Linked DNA regions of Culex quinquefasciatus: region 1 is linked to region 2. Evidence: chromatin contacts called from public Hi-C data. All regions are on one chromosome and are shown on one strand. The core of a region is the stretch at or near the end of the contact, and the rest is flanking DNA. Distances in the headings are between cores, read along the strand shown.

What was found. A called contact is a pair of places that touch in the nucleus more often than the background predicts.
Region 1: a Hi-C map of whole body shows a contact between it and region 2, with 2.7 times the contacts expected there. The contact joins the promoter of LOC119767071 here to the promoter of LOC6032110 in region 2. A contact is called at or near these places in 2 of 2 Hi-C or Micro-C datasets (both in whole body).

The regions. Positions count from the first base shown.
Region 1 is chr2:219,538,300-219,545,047 of VPISU_Cqui_1.0_pri_paternal, reverse strand. LOC119767071 reads left to right here and starts at 4,488. Exons shown (of 3, transcript XM_038254506.1): 1 at 4,488-4,611; 2 at 5,023-5,188; 3 at 6,102-6,748. The coding sequence starts at 6,139.
Region 2 is chr2:219,285,180-219,291,657 of VPISU_Cqui_1.0_pri_paternal, reverse strand. It overlaps LOC6032110 (protein sickie), which reads left to right and starts at 4,101. Exons shown (of 11, transcript XM_038256687.1): 1 at 4,101-5,078.

The DNA of each region.
Region 1 (6,748 bases), core at 3,239-5,738, 250 kb before region 2:
TAGGTTATTGAACTCAGAAAATCATGATCTTGGTAAGGGTGAAATTTATTATATGTACATTGCATGGGGCTGTGTCTTTGCTAAACGTTTCAGAGTTGAGGCTTGAGACCATTTGACCTACAACTGTTCTGCTTGATCCAACAAGTTTGCGAATAGTTATGAATTGATAAAAGGTAACATTATTAATAAACTACCATTGAATCCTTACAGTACAACAATTTGTGAGTGGTACTTGTAACCAATCATTGAATTGTTATGTTGAAATTCTAAAGTGTTACACTTGTGTCTAGCAGTAAATTTAAAATAACTATTTTTTTTTTTGACAATCTCCTGTTTCCAAAGGTTGGAGTTCCACATAATGTTAGTTCAGTTCAGACTCGATTCGACTCAATAATTAATTGCCTTGATAAGGATCTTTAAGCTCAAATATGATACCGAAATTTGTAACCGTTCGGAACCTCACTCGTGAAGGTTATCGCGATTTACGCGATTTGTTTTCCGTTTAATGTAAAAGTTGGGAAGTGTTCGCGTGTCAAGTGTTTTGTCTCCGGTAAACGACCCAGCAAGTGACGTCCACCAAGAACGCAGCCAGCAGAAGCTTCCGAAACCGACCACCAGAGGACCTCGTCGGCAGTGGGCGGTAGAGTGGTGACATGACGGTAGGTTGGAAGGTCAGGGAAAAGGCGCGGTAAGAGGAGGGGAAAGACGAAGACCGTCAACCGCCAAGGACTCCTCAAGACTCGGCCAATTGCCCGGAAAGAGTCATAGCGAACAGTTGGACCGCTACAACTCCACTGTTTCGCCAAGTAGTTTCAGTGCACGGCCACGGCCGTGAGTGACAGTGCCAGCGGGAACCAGGAGTGTTGGGAACCGCTGAAGGACATCAGTAGGGTTAGTGAATTTTCACGATTTCGCGGACAGCGTGAAAATCGCGAAATTTGAAGATTTCCGTGAAATCCCGTGAAATTTATCAATTTTCTCAAATCAATTCATAAAAATAACAAAATAATAAATATTTCATTCTTAAAGATCTTTAAAGTAAATTTTATTAGATTTGAATTGAAAAGCGTATGAACCATTTGAAGAATTGTTAACAAACAAATATTAACATGAAATTGATACAACATTTACTGAGAAGTGATTGCTGCGAATACTTAAATGATGTTAACAAAAATCAGTCAAAGAAGAAAAATTATTCTCGATTTTTTTTATAAATTTTGTCTCTTTCAACCAATACTTGTTAAAATTGAATTAACAAGTATATTGTAATTTTTTTTAAAGATTGTACAGATTTTTTGAGTTGTATGGATTTACTTTTAGAAATCAATTAAAAGCAAACATTCATTTAAAAGTAACATTTCGTGAAAATAGTTGTCTTTCCCATTTCTTCCGGTCCAGGAGGAGCAAAAAAAAAAAAGTTTGAAAAAATTGATTCCATCAGAGAAGAGGAAGAAAAATATTGAGAAAATAGATTGCAATTTTCGTGGTACTATAAACAATAGTTTATCAGTTATTCTTAGGAAACCAGCTGAATTTTACATTTTTTTCAATTGCCGTTATAACAATTTTACTATAATTTAATTTGAGTTTTGAAAGATATAATTTTGAAATATGCTGAAAGATTCAAGCTTGGTTTATTCAAGATTAAAAAATAGTTTTTTTTAAATTTCAAAAATTTCGTTACAGATTAAATTATTTTTGACTAGTGATTTTTATTTTAGTTTTTGAAAAGTGAGATGAAAACCTTTAAATTATTTTTACTGGGCAAATGTCGCAAAAAAGTTATTTTTATTGTTAGATTGTTTTGTTAAATTTGGTTTTAATATGAAATTCAATAAATTGTAAAAACTGTTTAGCTATATTATTCGAACATTAAAAAAGCAGGTCAATAAATGACAATACGCATTTTTTTTTCAAAATATTTATAGAGCCCATCCATAAACCAAGTGGATTTTTTTAATTAATCAAATTATTTTTTGTGTCACGTTCAAATTAAGTTAAGATTTTTTTAGGTTTATTGAAAAATAATATGTAAAAAAACATAAAAAGTACTTTCTGTAAGTCTAACATAAAATTTTCATGGTTATTTTAATATTTTTCACGTTCCGCGAAATTTTCGTGAAATTTGGTGTTTTGAAATTAAGGTCCCCGTGAAATTTGCAATTTTTGAGCGTGAAAAATCACTAAGCCTAGACATCAGGTTTGTCCACAAAACCCGCCAGTTTGCCAACCCTAACGACCCCATCCGCCTAACCAACAAATCCAACCGTCATGGCTCACCTAACCTCAACCATCACCTCCAGGACCCCTCGTACCTCACGTTAAGTGCCAGTTCGGCACCGCCCAGTAACAACCGTGTCGAGGACACAAACCGGGGACTCGCCGCAACCATCGAGTCACCCCCAGAATCCAGTCCGCAGCCGGACGTAGACCATCGTCGTACCTGCGCCTCATCCGGGTATTCCCTTGTAACGACCGCAGCCGGTCGAGTACGCCATCCAGTACACCAACCCCGGAGGCTGCGCCACGAGACGGCGAGCGCCGGAGCTGCGGGCAGCGGCTACGCCGCATGACGGCGAGTAGCAGCAACCACAAAAGAAGGAGAGGAAGCGGCGTCACCGGAAGCTGAGTCGGAGTACGGGGCCCCGAGAAGAAGGAAGAGCAGAGAGAAGGTCAGATCGACGTCGTCGTGCTATCTTGTCGCACCCGCCATTTTGACGTTCCGAGAAAAACGCGTTTTAATGTTTGACCTTGAATATTCAAAAACGAGAGCACGCAATGTAAACAATAACAAACACGTTTTGTTTGGCTTACCATTCTGTGCATTGTCCCAAAGTTTGGTTGAAGTTGGTTGCTGGAGTCCCGAGTTATAATTACAAATGTTTACGGTAGTCTAGCTTGTACGTGCGACAAACGCATCCTGACTTTCCTGGCCTGAAATCCCTTTGGCCTTTTGTCGCACTTACATCAATTTTCATGGAGTTACAAGATAGCACGACAAGATTGAAACTACTTTCATATGTAAAGTGACAAAAATACACGGAGTTTTTTCGGTTTTTGTTGAATATCTCAGGATTGAAATCGAATTTTGGGGATCTGTGAAGGTCAAAAGGTGAGGCATTGTGAGCTGCACAAAATGGCGTTCTTAACTCAATTTGACCCAAAATGCACGTACGACAAGTTAGCACGATGGCGACGAGATAGCTGTAAGAAAGTGGGAGTAAATAGAAAGAGTTCAGTCGAAGTGATGGAGTTTTACCTTGGCCGAAAGCATTTCCCAAGCTTACCGCGATTCAGGACCGCAAGCATGCCGACCCTGAGGCTACATGAGGGAGTCTCGGTAGCGCTCGTGAGCCGGTGGTAACCCGACAGTTACAAATTGCTCTAAAGTGATTTTAAAAAATATATTGGAGATGAAAGAAGTTCCCTTTCCACTTTACATGAACATTTTAAATTTAAATTTTATTTGAATTCTAAATTTGTAAAAAGTTAAATAAAATTTATGATAAATGCCACGTCTCCCAGGTAATGCTCTCGCAACCATATATTTTGAATTATCAGGAAAATTAAGTTCAACGCACGTAACTGTGAAGATACCAATACCAGGAAATATCGACAAGCCATTTTTTGTTTCTTCATATCTTTAAAATTCAAAGCAAAAAATATAATCAGGTAAATTAAGTTCAACTCAAATGTTTGTGAAGATAACGAATAATCCCAGGAAAAATCAACATGGAACTTTTTTTATATCTTCATATCTTCATAAAATTTGACTGTTTGGTAGTTTTGCAGTTTTGTCTTTGCATTCAAAATCAAATTGGTCGTAAGTGAGTAAAAACTTTTTCAAACGACCTATGCGCCATGAGTTCCCTATTTATATAGGACCTTTTGAAAAAATAAGCAAGAATTGACCCTTCCGATCGAGTAAATTTACAGTTCAATTCAAGAAGATATTGAAAAATTTTACTTTTCGATACAAGTGCTGTAAAGTTCAACTTTTCAGCACTGGTGTTGAAAAGTAATAATTTTCAAATTCGTTATTTTGTTGTAAGTAAAGGGAGGCCGTTTCATCGTTCGAGAATGACAGGAAAAGTAATGATATTTTCTAAACATTTTTGATATATTTTTGATCTGATTTTGATTTGAGTACAACAAACATTCAAAAACTTAGAATATTCTTGTTTGTATCAAAATTGAGCATGTTTACAAAAGCTAATATTCTTGTTCAAAAATGGTTCAAACTGCAGTAAGTTACCTCCAACTATGCTGAAGGTTGGCCTTATTTTTGGCAAAGAGTGAGGAAGACATCAATCACATAGGTGGGTTAAGTTAGTTTTTTTCTGATTAATATTGCATTGTGTTCAACTCTGGCGCAATATCCTTATCATTAGCAGGACGGACGGATTATAAGATAAAAACTGGTAAAAAACGAAAAAAAAAATATAAATATCACACGGTGCTCATATGGCCACAAGCGCATACTTTGTTCAGAAGTTCGATAGAAAAGGTTGAGCTCCGTGTGGTTCCAGAACATATTTTCAAAGTTTGTAAAAGTGTTAAGCTTGAAGGAAATCAGTATTGGCACAAGGACTTTAATTAAACTATACTTAGGTAAGTATTCAAAATTTTGGAACTGTACATTTGAATCTTCAATACAACTGACTGAAATACATCAATTACTGAACGATGGACAAAATTAAGCTCTTTTAACACTTGTAGCCCCTAAAAAAAGTTGAAAATGCAACTTCACCGGCTCTTTCAATCCTTGGAAAAAAGGTGGAAATGCTCTTTTTATTGCAACTTAGGGTAGACGCATCTGTTCTGGATCTACCTTGTTGGAGGTGATTCTTGACATTCATCCGGATCAAATGCAACAAGAATCATCTAAATCTAAAATGCAACTTTATGCTAAAGTTTCACTAATAAATTGATTATTACATTAACATTCATAAACTGAACAATTACAATCTCATTTTTTACTTTTCCATTTTTTTTTATTCTTTGTTTGTCATAATCTTTTAGATTTTTATCAAAATACTCATGATAACAATGAAAATCAAATTGGTTTGCTGCACAATCCATTTCCTGTCTTAATTAAGGAAAAAACCCATCCGACTAGCACGTAATCGAGGACCTAAGCAACTCGAAATTGAATCATATCTGGAATTTTGTAGGCGCCAATTGAAAAGTAAGTACTTACTGAAAAGATCATATATATTAAATACAGTTAGGTCATGCATAATTAGCTCTAGATAAGTCGAGAAAACTTGTAGACATCTAGAAAATCACAAAGTTTCATATTACAGATTATTTATTAAATCCACTTTCAGGATGATTTTCAATCACTCTTTAAAGTATAATCAAGATTTTACATGATTAAACTGAGTGAAAGACGATTTAAGCTCAAAAATTATCCATGTGCAAAACGAACTGTCAAACTTTGTGAGCGCTTTTCTCTGAACTCCGAGTTGCCACGATATCTCGAGATAGGATGGAACGGGTGCCACGATATCTCGAGATGAGATGGGCCCAATTTGCTGAAATTTGAAGTGAAGACTCTCGAGACATAGCGCGTGTGCGAATTTAGTTAAAATAAATACAAAAAAAAACTAGTGATTATTTGTATGAAAAACATCAAAATATTTTTCATCTTTTCTTTAATAAAGTTATTGAAAATCGGCCAGTTTTGAAAACAGAACAGCAATATCTAAATATTTTAGAACAATTCAAAGTACACGTGTTTCTGGGGACCACAAATTTCATGCGGGCCTGTAGCTGAGCTTGTCCACATGCTCTTAAGTAGTGTTTAATGCTGATTTATTGTTGTTCTGGAGACAAATTGACTTCACGATCGTTTTTGGCTAAACACTACCTTCCCTTTACTAAGCAATCGAGCACCAGTTTTATTGGTCCTAGCCAGGAATAGAATCCACGATCTTCCGCTTACCAGGCTACATGGCTCGGTTGAAAACATCTAAGAATCGAAGAAAAGTTTTCATCATCATCCTCCTGATTCCCCTTCCCTTCCCACGTCCTGTCTTTTAACATCAATCCCTTCCCCTACTAACCTAATAAATATAATGGTTTGATTTCATTTGCAGTAAGATCACAAAATCGATAAATCAACTCACTGCCAAGATGACATCAACTCATTTCGTGCGCACCAAGACCGGCAGCGATGGCATGGCATATCAACGGAAGATTGGCTTAAAACTTGCACTGACCGCAACCCAGCAAAAGAGAAACTTCAAGATGGCTACCGAAATGACCATTGTCGGTAAGTTCGATGATGTAGTCATCTATCTGGAAGATACCGGAGAATGGTGGCTGATCCAAGCGAAACACACAAAAAATCCTGGTGAATTGACTTCCGAAATGCTTTTTGGAGATGATAAGGGAGATTTCGCGTTGATAAAGTATTTAGAATCGTACTGTAACGTTCAAGATGATTGGCCATATGAAGAAAAGCGGAAGTGGTTTATTGTATCAACAAACCGAAAAATACACGACTCATTAAAAGGGCAAATAAGTAAAGACAATAATTTGGATAATCTGTTAAGTTTCGACACATGTACAGAGCATTTCAAGCTTGAACCAAACACAGAACAACTCAACGCACTTTCAAAAAAGGCCAATCAAAACTTTGATATGTTTTGTTCCAAATTGAAAGATAATCTTCAAAGCAGTGATTTGAAAAATAAATGTAAGTTTCTTTTAGAGCACAAAACTCCGTTAAAACAATTGTTCC
Region 2 (6,478 bases), core at 2,852-5,351:
TGTTGTACATTACCGCAAACAGGTTTTTTTCGCTAAAATTTTGTTTTCGTCAAATCTGTCATTTTTTGAAAACATTTTTTTATTCAAATGTTGAGCCTGTGACTTGTTATTTCAATTATTATATTTTTTTATTTCACTTCCTGAACACACTTTTTTCAATCGACAGAATTAATTTTATGTTTATTTCAGGTATAAATGCTAAAAATTATTCTAAAAAATCAAGCGTCTTTATCAATTGATAAATAAATTTGTTATGATAAGTACTGGCTAGAAATAACCTAAAATTTAATTCTATCGGTTTGTGTGAGTTCAAGGAGCCATATTGTTACATAATGTGACTACAAAATATCACAGAAAAATAAGGACCTTCAACAAAATGTGTTGTTGTAATTAGGAAAGAAAATAATTTTTAAATAAAAAGAACTACAGACTATCTTTAAACTGAAGTTAATCTAAATTACTGTTAATTTATCAACACAATAAAAATAATTTGTATAAAAAATTCATTCAAATTTTTGCTTTTATCAAACTAATTTTAAAAAAAAATAGTTCAAAAGTATTTTACATTAGAACACGGAAAAAACCAATTCTCAAAATCGTGAATTAAATTCCCGAATGCGAGAAACACGAAGGAATATATTCACGTTTATAGTGCAAATGCACCATACTCACGAATAAATCCCTTCGTGAAATGAATTCACGATTACGAGCATTGATTTTTTCTGTGAACTATGTAAAAAATTCGAACATAATTACAGTCTAATGTGGTGAATTTAGTATGAAGTCTTGACACATCTTATCGTTCTGACTTTTTACCACAAAACACAATCAAACAATCAAAATACTCAAAAAATTGAAGAAAGCAAAACATTTTTGCTCAAATCATGTGACTCAATTTGTGACAGTTTATGATACTGGGTAAACGTCTTTAGTGAATTTTCAATCATAAATCATTTAAAAAAAAAACTATCATAATAATACTGACAAATTAGACTCCCCCTCCAAAATATTTCCAAAAAATCAGTGTAAACCACCGTCACCAGGGGTGACATAGTGTCTGGGGTGTGATTGGTTCATACAAAAATGCTGAAATCAACTTACCCCCAGACAAAATGTCACCTCTGATAACGTTACTCGAAGCACATTGTATAATTTTTATTTTTCCATTTTGAAAAAAGGCTTTCTATTAATTTTGAAAATTTATTTGGAAAAACTGAATTTCTAGTAAAAGGCATTTAAAAAAAGGTTTTACTAAATGCTGTATGCTTTAGAACAGTTATGCTACTGTCACAAATTTTCATAATGTCATTGAATTTACGGAAATATATTTTTCTCAAAAGTTTTACGTCTTTATACAAATTTTGGTCTCAAAATAGTAGTTTATGCAACAAGTTGCAAAAAGAGGATTTTTTCAGCACGAGTCGTACATTTATCCAACGAGGTTCACCGAGTTAGATAAATACGAAGAGTGCTGAAAAAATCAAGTTTTGCAACGAGTTCCATACAACATTTTTTGCAGTTCCAATAAACACACACTGAGTGAAATTTTATGTCAAATTTTCATGTATTTTGTCAATAAATCGTTGAAATCAAAAAAATGTTGAAAAGTGTTACTTTTCGAAACAAGTGCTGAAAAGTTCAACTTTTCAGCACCCATCGAGTGCTGAAAAGTAGGACTTTTCAGCATTTATTTTGAAAAGTGTTGCTATTCGATTCTGTTATTTTTGGTACAAAAAAGTAGGATATTTCGTCGTTCAAGAATGACAGGAAAAGTAAGTAATTTCACGACGGAATTGCAAAAATATGTTTTTATAGAGGTTAGAAGCCATTATTTGTAAAAAAATGTATAAATGTATAAACGTTATTCAATGCATTCCGAATAGTTTAAACGAATTAGTGTCGATTAACATGTTACATAAAATTCATTAATTTCATATGAAAGCAAAAACTGGCTGAAAAAAAGGTTAAAGAAATAATTTCAAAACATATTTTTTTAATTACTATTTTTACAAAATGTTACTAAATGTTTGTTATGAGAAGAACAAAACTTTTGACGTCCAAAAATGTATCATCACCTTTTTTTAATCTGCATTTTAAAGTTTCATACGACCTTTTCAAGTGTTAGGTTAGATTTATCAAACTATTATTAATGTTTTTGTAATCACCGTAACTTGGATCACCCTAATGGCCTATAAAAATACGTGTCTTATTATTTATCCTAACCAATTTTGGATCATTTGAAAATGTTGAGTTTAGTTTTCTTATAGAAAAATAAAGTTTGTTTAAGGACCTCCAAACCTTGTGTTTTGATCAAACGACACCAAAAGATATCTCAATTTCAGTAAGATATCTGATACTTTTTTGAGATTCCAGCTCATATATATGGTATAAAAAATCTTCAAAGTAGGAAAAAAATAATTGAGTTTAACTTTCTAATAGAATTGCTGAATATTTTTTCGTCCGTTTATTTTTAGGAGTTGTTCTGAAGGAAACATATTTCTAAGTTGCTTTAACATCAGTTTGACAAAAATGAAAAATATGCTATTTTTAATCAAAATACTAGTTATTGACAAAACAATCATACTTTCTAACTTTAATTTTTCAACTTTTAATAAATAGGGACTTTTTTAATTTCCTTACAGCAATATTTTTATAACGCATCGTAAATTGAATAAAAAAACATTATTCTTTCTATAATGAATTTCAAAATTTTCGAATTATTGAAGCAAAAACTATCACAAAATCCTTTATACATTATTACAGTTAGGCTGTTGCAAATACTTGTCAAAAATTTCTCCTTCAAAATCGGCCCGAAAAATCAAGCCCTAAAAAAACCATAAAATTTCAATCATTAGCTGAAAACAATTTTAAATGCATTCCCCTTGTGTTTCTAGTCCTTATTAACATGTTTGAGTTTATTTTAAAATATTATTAGTCTTAGTTAATTTTAAATGAAAATTTCTTCAAAAACATAAATTTTTAAAACACAGAGTAACTCTGTTGTTCAAACATCAAAATTAGCTAAAAGGCCAAAAGTTCCATAATTGATTGAAACTAGAGCGTCCAATTTCCCAAGAATTTTGAGGAAATTTAACGTCGACGCTATTCATTGTTTCATTTGTCAAACCTGTATAAGTTGATATTTTTGAGTTGTTCTTGTTTTATGCAATGCTTATCGTGCAAGAGAATGTTTTGGTACATATTTTTTCAAAAATGTTTAACTATTGCTTCTCGAATTGAGTGATTTTTCCCAGGAAACAGGAAATAAATAAAAAACAAAAAAAAGGTAACATTTTTTTTTCAAAATAGTTTGCAATTAATTTTGGTTTTTTAATGATTATTATAATTTTCAGCACTCATTTTATTTGTTCTTGATTTTATTGAGAATCTTATTCTTGTTTTTTTCGGAGATCTTTGGACCTTATTAAAACATAACCAAATCAGTATTCAATAATTTTATGTTTTGTATTTTAAAAATTTGGTTGAAACTTATTTTTTTGTTAAAAAAAAATGATGGAGAGCAATAAAATTGCTTCATTTTTAGTAAATTTCAAACCCAACAAAGAATTTTGCTAAAACACATCCTTTAAACCCTTTGAACTATCACGTAAGAGGCACCTTCGCCCGACTGTCATCGGTGACCCTTTTTAGAAGAACCCCAAATAACAATAAAGGTAGCGCAAAAACACCTGGCGCACAGCGCAGCTAAACTCTAAAACCCCGTCCAAATTTAGCGCAACCCTCTATTTTTTTCGCAAAAAAAAACGTAAAAACTAAAAAGAAAATAAAGAAAAGTGCCACTCCGAACGTGATGCAACAGCGAGCGCCACATAATCGAAGCGTGCGGTGACTCATGCTAAAAGAAGGGCCAACTCCGACGAAAGTCGTCGCCGATTTTTGGGGTGGTCTGGAAAAACATATGCTCGCGTCGGGAACTGACCACAAAACGGGAAAACACCCCTTCTTTGAGAGATTTTTCAAAGAATTCTGAGAGAGCGGGAGTTTTTCCTCTCACAAGAACTCACGCAAACTGAGAGCGAGAGCGTTGAGCGACGGAACGGGTTCGCCATCGGTTCCACAGTTGGCCACCGCTCAGACATGTCACTCGACTTCTGGCGATAAGATCGGTCTGTTTCAAGGGGCGGTTTCGCGACGCGCGTGGTCCTTTTATTAAGGACGACCCCTCCCCGAAAAGTCTACGCGACAATTCCTTGAACCGGAAGTGCTGCCAGTGGGATTTGTCCGGAAGTTTTTGACGGTTTGTTGGTGTGGAGTTTGAAGGAGTTGGTGCAGCAGCCACAAATGGACCAAATCAAGTGCTTTTCGTCTCGGGTTGTTGGGATCGATTTTCCTTGGCGAAACTCCGCGAGTGTCATGATTTATTGTTAGGAATTGCGAGTTTTTTTTTTTTTTTTGCGCTGTTGTCGGGAATTGAACCCCCACCCTTTGGAATGTGGCTGTGCCATTTGTTGAAGCTTGCTGTTGATGGTGCTTACTGTGCGTGTGTCTAGTTTATGTTAGAATTTAGTGCGAACAAACTGCCTTAAATGTATAACCAAAGAAATTATAAATTTATAAGAATCTACAAAGTGGAAGGACCACCCTAACCTAAAAGGAAGAATATTTGCGAGGGTGGCCAACGCGTGCGTTATAGTTTTACTGTTTTTGGCTTCTTCGGAAGGAGAATCCTCCCCCTCCTGCCAGTTCTCAAAGGACGAAAACAAATCAAAAGGAATAGCTGTATCGAATAAATTCGATCATTGAACCATTTCGGCGGCGCTCAGTGACGTGAAAAATTTGCCCTTTCTCGGAAAAACCGCCAATAACACCAGCTAGTAGGCCATGAGAAGCGGCACTTGTGTTTATCTACATCCAAAAATACATGAAAAGCAGTGAATGAATCAGCCTCCCCCCTCGACGACGACGACCACCCGGCCTACTACGCGGTTGGCCGACTCCAACCACAACAAAAACAACAACAACAGCACCAACAACAATAACAAAATCGATTGAACAACGTCGAAAAACGTCCGCTAGTATTGGTGCAAAAAGGATACGTCATCGACAAAAGGACTCACGTAAGCGTAGTAGGCGATGCGCGTCACACATACACCCACTGACAAAAGTGCACACACCAAAAATAAAAACGAAAAAGTCCACCCCCTTGTCAAAGGGGTTTGGTTGGGGGGGTTGTTTGATTAAATTGTGAAAATCGAGGCAGGCCTGGAAAAAGAGTAGTCGGCAAACAGGATATCCTCCGAGCCTACTTTGTGCTGCAACGCGCGCGCTGGTAGTGGTGAACTGCATTCTACCTCCCCCTCGCACTCACTTCTGAAGTATGTGTGTGGGGTAAAGTGGTTTTAGGATGGGTCTTGCCTCTGATCAAGAGGTATAGTGTTATAGTGAGGGTCGAGTAGGGCATCGAGTAGGCGAACGTTGAACAGGTGTTTTTCGCCTACTGAGAGGTACTAGGAGTTGGGGTGGGGTTGTGTGGGTGCTTCCGGTTTTGTTGTGATTATTTATGGATGAATTATTTTGCGCATGGAGGAGCACTTAAGCGCATACACACACAAACACATACGAGTGGGTTGCAAGGAGAAAAGCTAATCAAATTCTGAATTTATTTGAGGTTATCCCGAAGGATATTAAGATAGGCCAGGTTGATTACGTTTTATTTACATTTTCCCTCTATGAGCAATTCTGAACTTTTTTAAAACGGTAAAACTAGCAAAATTTTCATCTTTTGTTTTTTGGGTGATTTTGAATACCCCTGACTCAAGGCGGTTTCAAAAACACCTAAAAAGCAAAATTTGATTTTTTTGTTTCCAGAACCTTTTTTTATTTAAAAAAAACTCCAAAATTCTACAAAAAAAAACAATCTTTAAAAAAAAGAAGAAGTTAGTCATTGCATTCTTTACTATGATTGTAAAATTAACCAGAGTCAATGCATATTCAGTAAGGTTTTATGTAAAAAGCAAAAATTTAACTGATCTTATCGTTCAGCCCAGTTTACACGATTGGTTAGTTTGCTGGAAAAATGCTTTTTATAGTTATTTTGGTAATAACAAAAGCCTTTTTAAAGCTTTCATTGGCTTATTGTAATTTCGAGCATTAAATTAGGGTTCAAAAAGTATTTTTAATCTCCAAAAAATCTGGGAAAAGTCGGGAATTTCTTATTTTTTGTCAAAAAAGGCATTTTAGTTCTAAAATTATGTTCTAGCTCTTGAAAATTTTGTATTTTTGTTTTAATTTTCAGCTTAAGTAAACTAAATAAGTTTGGAGCATATTTCCGAAAATTTTCAATATTTTAAAATGAAAAAGCTTTTAATGATTTATAAAAAATATCAAGAGAGTTATGATAAATGAGAGGTAAAGCATGAATTTTTATTTAACTGGATTTTTCTTTGAAATGAAATTGAAAACATTCAATTACTGATAACTTGAATGAAATCTACATAATTTTAAATAAAACTTTACA